Linked DNA regions of Pan troglodytes: region 1 is linked to region 2. The links are chromatin contacts, called in public Hi-C maps. All regions are on one chromosome and are shown on one strand. Each heading gives the region's core, a stretch centred on a gene start, on an enhancer-like site or on the middle of the called end of the contact. The rest is flanking DNA. Distances are from core to core; before and after follow the strand shown. Region 1 holds the start of IFT46 (intraflagellar transport 46). Region 2 holds the start of SCN4B (sodium voltage-gated channel beta subunit 4).

Region 1 (4,924 bases), core at 2,215-4,714, 420 kb before region 2:
CCCCCAAAGTTCTGGGATTGCAGGAATGAGCCACTGAGCCCAGTCAATATTTAAAAAAAAAAAATTTTTTTTTTTTTGGGAAGGAGTTTCGCTTTTGTTGCCCGGGCTGGAGTGCAACGGTATGATCTCAGCTCACTGCAACCTCTGCCTCCTGGGTTGGAGGGATTCTCCTGACTTAGCCTCCCAAGTAGCTGGGATTACAGGCATGGACGACCACGCCTGGCTAGTTTTTTGTATTTTTAGTAGAGATGGGGTTTCACCATGGCCAGGCTGGTCTTGAACTCCTAACCTCAAGTGATCTGCCTGCCTCAGCCTCCCAGAGTGCTGGGATTACAGGCGTGAGCCACAGCTCCCGGCCTATTTTTAAATTTTTTAATTGACACGTAATACTTGTACCCACTGGCCAGGTGCGGTGGCTTACGCCTGTAATCCCAGCATTTTGGGAGGCCGAGGTGAGCGGATCACTTGAGGTCAGGAATTCCAGACCAGCCTGAGCAACATGGTGAAACCCCATCTCTACTAAAAATACAAAAATTAGCTGGGCGTGGTGGCCCATGCCTATAGTCCCAGCTACTCGGTGGGAGAATCGCTTGAACCCCGAGGCAGAGATAGCAGTGAGCTGAGGTCTCGTCACTGTATTCCAGCCTGGGCGACAGAGTGAGACCCTGTCTCAAAAAAAGAAAAAAAAAGTGACAATGGGTACAAACTTTCTTTAGGGGATGATGAAATGTCCTAAAAAAGATAACAACTGTACACATTTATGGGGTAACTTTTTATTTATTTATTTATTTATTTTGAGACAGTCTCACTCTGTTGCCCAGGCTAGAATGCAGTGGTGCCATCTTAACTCACTGCAACCTCCGCCTCCCGGGTTCAAGCGATTCTCCTGTCTCAGCCTCCGGAGTAGCTAGGATTACAGGCATGCACCACCACACCTAATTTTGTATTTTTAGTAGAGATGGGGGTTTCACCATGTTGGGACAGGCTGGTCTTGAACTCTTGACCTCAGGTGATCCACCTGCCTCGGCCTCCCAAAGTCCTAGGATTACAGGCGTGAGCCACTTCACCCGGCCCAATTTTAATTTTTGTTACAAAAAGCAGACATATTTTAAGAAACATGGAACAAATTCTTATTTTTTTAGAAAAGTAAAAATCCTGTTAGAAACTATTGCCTTATTGTAGCACCTTCCAGGGCTTCCAATTTGGATCTCAGAAGCTCAGCAAAGACCAGTTGATGCTGCTTCTTTGGAAATATAACGGTAGCTGAATTAAACCACAGAAGAAAAAGCAACCCTGTAAGCATGCTTCTTGAGGAGTCCCATAGTGGCAGTATATTATAATGGTTAAAAGCAGAGACTTAGGAATCAGACTGACCTGTGTTTGGCTGCTATTTTCAGCGCTTATTATGAGCGACTTTAGGCAAGTTACTTTAACTGTCTAAGCCTCAATTACCTAATCTGTAAATTGGCAGTAACATCTATCTCATAAGGTTGTGAAGTAAATTAGATGATATAATCTAAGTGCTCCCCACAAAAAAACTAAGTGCTCCTACATAGTAAGTACTCCACATTACATATCCACTTTTACGAGCAAAACAGATCACAAATTTTTTTTAAATGCAGTTCTATTTTTAACTATCAGTATCCCAGAAAAGCTGTCTCTCATTTTTTAAAGGCACTTTCCTTGTTTACCTCTGGTAGGTTTTCAGGGTCAAATTTCCAATATTATTTTCTTTTTAAAATTTATTGCTATTATTATTATTTTGAGACGGAGTCTCGCTCTGTCGCCCAGGCTGGAGTGCAGTGGTGCGATCTCGGCTCACCACAACCTCCACCTCCCGGGTTCAAGCAATTCTCCTGCCTCAGCCTCCTGAGTGGCTGGGATTACAGGCACGTGCCACCATGCCTAGCTAATTTTTGTGTTTTTAGTAGAGACGGGGGTTTCACCATGTTGGTCAGGCTGGTCTTGAACTCCTGACCTTGTGATCCACCCACCTTGGCCTCCCAAAGTGCTGGGATTACAGGCGTGAGCCACCGTGCCCGACCAAAAAATTATTATTGTTATTATTCATTATTTGTATTTGAGATGGGGTCTTGATCTGTTGCCCAGGCTGGAGTGAATGCAGTGGCCCAATCTCGGTTCACTGCAACCTCTGCCTCCCTGGCTCAAGCAATCCCCCCGCCTCAGCCTCCCGAGTGGCTAGCACTATAGGCGCGTGCCACCACACCTGGCTAATTTAAAAAAAATTTTTTTTTTAATTTTTAATAGAGTGGAGGGGGGCGGTTCCTGCTATGTTGCTCTAGCTGGTCTCAAACTCCTGAACTCAAGCAATCCTCCCACCTCTACCTCCTGAAGTGCTGGGATTACAGGTGTGAGCCACCGCACCTGGCCTCCAATATTTTATGTTTCTCTCTCCCTGACTTCCCAAATTAATTATGTCCACAGTTTGAAAATATTTGTTCCTTACATCTCCGTTCACTCATTCCTCGATTCATCCACCCAAGGAGCATTGTTAGTGTCTAATTTCTGCAATGCACTGGTGTTACAAAGCTTAAAAATTAATTAGACACAGGTCTTGCTTTAAATAAGTTAACAGTCTTCTTTAGCAAATAAGAAAGACAGGACACAGAGTGAAAAAAAAATTTTTTTTGCGACGGAGTCTCGCTTTGTTGCCCAGGCTGGAGTGCAGTGGTGCGATCTCGGCTCACTGCAAGCTCCGCCTCCTGGGTTCATGCCATTCTCCTGCCTCAGCCTCTCGAGTAGCTGGGACTACAGGCGCCCACCACCACGCCCGGCTAATTTTTTGTATTTTTTAGTAGAGACGGGGTTTCACCGTGTTAGCCAGGATGGTCTCGATCTCCTGACCTCGTGATCCGCCCGCCTTGGCCTCCCAAAGTGCTGGGATTACAGGCGTGAGCCACCGCGCCCGGCCCACAGAGTTAAATTTGAACCTCAGATACCCGAGGAATAATTTATTGCTATAAGTATGTTCCATTCCATGGCACCCTGTGGAGGGGAAAGACTATAGTGTAATATAGTGCTAGAAAAGGACTTACAGAGTGCTGCGAAATTCCCCCTGGAATGTGTCTACATCCTGCTAAGACTGATCTGGGAGCAACTGCATCCCCAGAGATTGTTGTCCTAGGGGAACAAACGCACACCTTGTTTCCAGATTGAAGGGCTAACTCTACACCAGCCCGAAATTTATCAGCCGGCGTTGCCACCCACAGCCGCTAGATGCCGCAACAGACGTATTTACGGAAACCATAGACAAACAGGCGACTTGGCCGCCCAGAGAGGCTTTATCCGTGACTCCTTGATCTTCTTCCTGCGTGGAGAGCCTTCGCGGGTGAGGCTTAACGCGCAGGAGGTCTCACGAGAGTGGAAGCAACTCTCGCGAATTTTAAAATTTATCTTTTTGCCTAGCGACTGACAACAGGCTGGTTGCTTGGCGTGGAATCCTAAAGTGGCCTGGCTTTGAGACTGGAGTGAGACCCCAGCCCTAGGCTGGGGTTCTTTCCATTATAGAGGAGACGGATTCAGAAGGGCTACAGGTAATTAGTACTCATCCCAGCAAAAAGGGAACTGTCGTCTTTCTAGAGAGGCTTAAGAGGACTCCCCTTTACCCCATTCCCGGTTACCTCTTCCAATCTCCGTGGTAACTGTTCCTTCGTCACCTCACCACCAACCGTCCTGCTTCCTTTATTCCCCCAAGAAACTTAGGTGGGATCCTATCTGCAAGATAAGGGTGAAAGTGGAGGTGATGATTTGGGGATTATTGGATGGGACTGAGAGACTGGAGTTTCCCCGCTCTTCGGGGACCCTCCCACCCTACCCTGCCTCAACCCACCCCACCCCACCCCAGAGGTGACTCCAGAGACAGAACTCTTTCTAGAACCTCTACAGCCTTCCCTGAGAAACCTCAACAGCCTTGGCCATCCACATACAAATAGTGTTCTGCCCTTGCGCGTGGTCGTACAGCTTTGGGAAGCTGCAGAAGTTGGCTCTCTTTCCCTCCACGATTCCCTGGTTCCTCAGCCAGCCTGCCAGCAGTTCCTAAATAAGGGCTGCAACAGAATGACTTAACTGCTTGACCGAGGGCCAGGAAGCCTGAAGGAAAGTTTGGATGCGGTGATGGTTTTGTGAAAAACTGGTTTCTTGAGTAAGGAAGAGGAGCCAATGCTGGTTTGGAATATACCTCCTGGCAGAGTGCTTTATGTCTCATGATAGGAGCTATGTAATTATGTCTCCCTTTGCTCAGACCAAGGTTGTTGAAAACCAGACATATGATGAGCGTCTAGAGATTAACGACTCCGAAGAGGTTGCAAGTATTTATACTCCAACCCCAAGACACCAAGGTAAGAGAGGAAAGAAGAGAAATGCTACTGAAAGAGCAGGTTGGATTCACGGTTGTCTTCAAGAAGTTCTTGTTTTATAATAGCAAATGTTGACTTTCAGCGTCAATTTACTTCACTTGCCATTGTTTGTTTTCTGACTAGTTAAGGGGGAGAAATCATAGCCTTCCAAATTACAGGATCTTCCCCCAATCCAACCCTGTCACCATTTACTTCATGTTACTGCTTTGCTCACTGTCTGCCAGGAATTCACTGTTCTTTTTCTTTTCTTTTTTTTTTAACTTATGTCTTTCCTAGCTTTGAAGATGCTTCATAACCTCCCCTTAGCCTGCAACCCCAACCAAAATCACAGTGGAATGTTTTTAAAGGACTGAACACTATTTATTTATTCAACAAACTTTTTTTTCTTAATTTTATAGAGACGAGGCCTCCCTATGTTACCAAGGCTGATCTTGAACTCCTAGCCTCAAGCAGTCCTTCCGCTTTGGCCTCCCAAAGTGCTGGGATTATAGGTGTGAGCCATCGTGTCTGGCCAACAAGCATTTTAAAATGCCTACTGTGTGCCAGCC
Region 2 (5,149 bases), core at 2,489-4,988:
AGGGAGGCAGGCGGGGAAGGGCAACAGGGGAGCCAGAGTGGGAGGAGGCTCCCTGCCAGGCTCTTGTTACTCAGGAGGAACTCTCAAAATAGCGCTGGAGACCTCCTTGGAGCTCTCTATTGCCCTTCCTCCTCTGCACAGGGTCTCGATGGCTTTCTGAGAACTGACAGGGGAGGAAGCATTCCATGTACCCACCCTGATCATCTGTACAAGGTGATCCTGCTCCAGGAGGTGAATGCCTTCCAGTGTAAGAGCGGCTCTGGAGGCTGGCAGCTGGAGCTCAGCCCATTCCTGCCCACCCGACTTCCCCTGGGGCATGCTGATTCCTCTCTAGGCTGGCCCCTCCTGGAAAGCAGGCACCCACCCTCCTTCCTAGCTCAGATCCAGCTCCCTAGGAAGGCAGGGGAGGAGGAGACCAACTGAGTCAGTTGCTTGGTCCCTGGGGATTTTTGTTGGGCTGACTGCTTCAAAGAACCCTACACGAATCCCCAAGGAAACAATCTCCTTCCCCTTAAATCTAGGCCTTGTCTCCTGCAGCCTGAGAGCGGGCAGTTCTCTGACAACTCTGTGGCACAGGGCCCAGTCCGCCTCTGCATCTTTGAAAACTGGCTCTTCAATGTATTTCTGAGCTAGGCCACCCAAGAGCTGCGTGTGCATTACCCCATCACCAGGAATCGGGCTTGTCCGACCGTGGCTGGGGACTGTGTCCCCAGATACCACCCCTGCCCTCCCCCAAGGAACTTCCAGCAGAAAGGACAGGAGCCAAGGTGTGGTGTCTGTTTCTTCCTGTCCCTATCCAGTGTGACTGGGGACTCTTGAGCTGGGTGAAGAGGTGCTAAATCAGGGAGGGCCCCTGGAAAAGATAGTTTTGAAAAGGTAAGAGAGAAGGAGCTCTGACCTTTTGACACCCTCTCCCCTGGCATCCTCAGTAGCAGCCTCTGAGTTAGATCGATGGGCTAGGGTTTTGAGAATTTTTGAGGAAAGTGCTCTATAAATGTAAAATCCTCTAGCCCTTAAGCTAATGCATTTCCCAAGCACTCTTTCTGCCCAGCTGCGGAGCCCTCCTGGAGTTCTTTAGAGGAAAGCTGGGGGTGTGGATTGGGGAAATCAAGTAATGGGGGAGGTTCTAACGCTGACTTTAACAGTAACTGTGTAGGTGACCTCGGGTTACACATTCTACCTCTCTGAGCCTCTTTCTTCATCCCTAAGGCATGAGGGTTTCCTATGGACCCTTCAAACTCTATGAATTGGTGAGGTAGCGGTGAGGTAGCAGGGAAGGTGGGGAGAGGACACTGAGGACACTGGCCACCTTTTCCTGTCACCAGGATCTAAAGATATCCCTGCAGCTCTGTCCCTCTCCTCCCCCTGCTCTGGGCAGGGGTCACTTTCCTTCCCTTTGGCTCACCTCCTCTCTCACCTCAGTCTAGGGTTCTGAGAAACATGACCCCTGCTGTAAAAATAAAGTGGTCAGTTTGTATGCCTGGCCCTGCGGATCTAGTGCAAGGACCTCCTGGGGGAAGGACAGCGTAAGCCTGCGGACCTGGAGACAGATGGGGAGGCTTAGCCTCAGGGCCCACAGACCTTTAAGTTCAAATGTACTGAGTGTTTATCCTGTGACTAGCTGTCTGCTAAGCACTTTTACATGCAATCATATCTCATTCCCTCTTTACAGCTAGGTCCACTTTCGATGTTGCAAGGCCTGGAGCAAAGGTACAAATGGAAATTATACGTATGTCTAAATATTAATCAGGATAACAAAGTGTTAAGATTGATGTTTTATCCTCTGCCTTTAATTACTTTTCCTTCATGATAACCTGGAAAACCATGTCCAAAATGAAATTTTCAGGCCATTCTCTGGTACACGCTCTTCTCTGGTCCTGTAGTGAGAGGGGCTTTTGTGCATGCCTGGGGTGTATATCAAGTTTCATGCATTCCCCATCACCTGCATACAGCTGTCCCTTGCCCACTGCTCTAGCCCTTGAGTGCACACCTGATATAGCCAGCCCTTGAAAGGACAGATCCGGGGAATAGGGAATTCCAGAGTTCCTGATACCTGGAGTACAGTCTAGAAGGGGAGGAGGTGCATGCCCCCGCCTGCCCTGCCCCCTTGGTCCCATGGACACATTCTCCAGTGAGGGGCATGGCCAGAGGAGGGCCAGAATGAGGGCCTTTAAAACCAGAAATCCAGGGCTGAGGCTCCTGTTGCCCAGGTCCAGGGGTAACATTGCTCTTAATAAGCCTAGGAGGCAAATATCATTGCATTCACCATTTTATAGGTGAGGAGCAGAGGCTCCCCCAGAAGACCATGTAACTTGCTCAAAGCCATACAGTCATAAATGGTGGCGCTGCCAGAGCCTCTGTGCCACTATAGGGAAGGCAGCGACCCTCTCTCCTGAAAAAGCAAACAGACATTCAGCACTTTGCCTGCAACCTCAAGGGGTCCGTGATCACGCCGAAGTCCACCCAGAGACCCCTCGTTAAGAAGGCGGTGCGTTGGTGTGCCTGCAGCAGAAGTCAGACCATGAAGTGGGAGCGGGCTTCCCAGTCCAGACCAGTCCTAGACAGTAAAGAGGGCCTGTGATGCAGGGAGGGTCTTGGATGGTTGGAAAGGTGCTGAGGAGGAGATCGACTCATTTACAGAACCACCACCCCAAGTAGCACCGCTCAGGTGAAACTCTTTCACTTGGGCCTGTCTGGGAAAAGGCTTACTCGTTCACAGCCTCGCCTCAGCCCTCTGACCTGGTTGTCACCCTGGACTCCTCCACCCCTACCCCAAAAGGGAGGCCGAGGGAGTCTGCCGTTCCGAAGAAAACGGGAGAGTTGGAGGAGGGCGAAAAGGCAGAGTCTGAGGGGGACGGCCTAGGTAGGAAAAATGAGAAGCAGGGGTGCAGCGGGAGGGTGAAATGGGGCGCAGGACACAGACCAGGCGCGGACCAACCTGCTCCCTAACCTGGAGCGTGGTGATTTCCAAGGGGTCCATGGAGAAATGTGGGGCGGGGTGGCGTGGGGGTGGGGGTGGGGGAAGGGAGGGCCGGGGCATTTTGCAATTGGAAAGCTCTGTTCCGGGCTTCCTAAAACAACGGCCGGAGTTGTTGAGCGATGGGGCAGAAGGTGGCGGGAGCGGGTCCCGAGGCTGCACGCGCGCCAAGTCGCACGGCCACCGAGGAGGCGCAAGCTGCAGTTGCAAGCCCGCACACGCCCACCCGTTGCGGCAGCGTCCGCTGCGGACTTTAAAGCGGTCCCTTGGCGGTCCTGGGAGAGGGAGCCGCTAACCTTCCCGTGTTCCCCCAAGCAAAGCAAAACAGTCTTCCAGCAACCGAAAAGCTCCACCTCTACTCCCCCCGAACTATGCTCCTAATTGGCAGCTCAGCGCATGGGATGATGCGGGTGGCTGCAGGCCGGCCCTGCAGTGCCAGCCGCAGCAGCCCAGCCCCACTGGAGAGGGAGTTGGGGGCACGGCGTGGTCCCGGGGCTCCGGGACCGCGAGGCGGGGCGCGGCAGGCAGGGTGCGCAGCGGGCGGGGGCGCCCCGGCCTCCGCGGCGGCCACCGCCCCTCCTGCGGCTGGAGCGCTTCCAGAGCAGAGGCGCAGCCTCGCTCGCCGCTGCGCTCGCTCCGTCTTCCTCCCGCTCCTGCTCCGGCTCCTCCTCCTCCTTCCCTCCCGCCGTTGCTCCAGCAGCCGGCTCCCAGCAGCGGGCGAGCGCGCCTCCCCCTCCGCTCCCTCCCTCCCCCTCCTCTCGCTCTCTGCCCGCTAACTTTCCCGAGCCCCGACCGGCGGCGCAGAGCTCCGTGGTAGCTTCGTGGCCGAACGCCGACCTCGGGCGGAGAGCGCGGCTGTGCCCAGTATCCCATCCCCGAGACCCCCGCGCGCTCCGGAGAGAACAGGACTATGCCCGGGGCTGGGGACGGAGGCAAAGCCCCGGCGAGATGGCTGGGCACTGGGCTTTTGGGTAAGGCAGCCCCAGCTTGGTCTCTTCTCTTGCCTCCCCCCACCCCCAAAGAAGGGGACACTCGAGAAGGAAGAGGCCTTGGATGGGGTGGGCTTTGGAGTGCGGCACGGAATGAGGATGGTGGCCGCCGGCTTCCTGCCTGGTTCCTGCCTGGTTCATAGGCTGTGCTCCCTGGGGACCGTGTGCGTCCCTCTCTACCCCATCAGCCCGCCAGTCTCAGGATTAGTTTTTTTGCTGTCTCTGGCACCTTCGGCTCCAGGTATTTGGAGCTGGATCTTGGGGCTGCAGCGCGGGTCTCCAGAGTTCAGAGGTTCAGGATGCTGGAGGAGGGGGGTCCGTGCCTTGAGTGCAGGGGATACCAGGTGGGTTGCACGTGTGACTGTTGGAATGGTGGTTTCCATCCCGGCCCAGAGCCGTTTGCTTGTTTCCCAGGCACCAGGCATGCACCAGTTGGGGGTGGGGGAGTCCCCTTCTTCCTGGGCCCTTTTCCTGCTTTGCTCCTCTGCCCTGTATCTCCCTCAGGAGCCACTGCCTTCCCTACAGCAGCACCTGAAAGCTGGAAGGGGCTGGAGGGGCTTGCGGGATCATTCAAGGCCCTTTAGGAACGGCCTTGTCTCTCTTCCTACAAAGAGATTCCGTAGGGAAGACCTGTTTGACCTGCTCCTGGCTCTTCATTTTTGAAGTGAATATGGAGACAGAGAAGACATGTCCAGAGGACACGGAGGAAGAAGCATTATTAATATCTATTAATATGCACATGAGAGTTTTGAGTGTCAAACTCCAAGAGATTAGGGAATGATATTTATTCATCCAGGATGTAATCTCCTCATAAATCATAGCCAGACTTTAATGTAAGCCGACTCCATCTCTGGCAACGGCATCTCTTCCTGTTTATATTGGTCAGATTTGGCTTTTGGCAGCTCCCTGCATTGGGTAAGACACACGGTGTAGGTATTTCTGCTGAAAACAGGGAGACAGAACCCTATAAGGGAAGTGGCTACTGTTTCTGCGAATGTAAACTGTGTGCAGATCTAGCAGGTTGGTGCCTGGTGGTGAAGAGGGGAGAGAGTATTTCTTGTACTTGGGATGTTTATTTACCTCTGTACCGCTAGATGGAAGACACCCGTTTTCTCCTGTACCTTGGCACAGATGTCATGCTGGTTTCACAGTGACCTTAATGAAGTGGGCCTTAGTGACGCCT

Evidence for each region. Hi-C and Micro-C count contacts between places; a contact is called where the count stands out from the background.
Region 1: a Hi-C map of stem cell-derived neural progenitor cells shows a contact between it and region 2, with 4 times the contacts expected there. The contact joins the promoter of IFT46 here to the promoter of SCN4B in region 2. A contact is called at or near these places in 1 of 7 Hi-C or Micro-C datasets (stem cell-derived neural progenitor cells) and 1 of 1 datasets of contacts at active chromatin or transcription factors (stem cell-derived excitatory neurons).

The regions. Positions count from the first base shown.
Region 1 is chr9:120,508,725-120,513,648 of NHGRI_mPanTro3-v2.0_pri, reverse strand. It overlaps IFT46 (intraflagellar transport 46), which reads left to right and starts at 3,464. Exons shown (of 13, transcript NM_001279807.1): 1 at 3,464-3,554; 2 at 4,262-4,358.
Region 2 is chr9:120,092,118-120,097,266 of NHGRI_mPanTro3-v2.0_pri, reverse strand. SCN4B (sodium voltage-gated channel beta subunit 4) reads left to right here and starts at 3,738. Exons shown (of 5, transcript XM_001159939.7): 1 at 3,738-3,948. The coding sequence starts at 3,888. The region is part of intron 1 of CD3E (CD3 epsilon subunit of T-cell receptor complex); the gene reads right to left.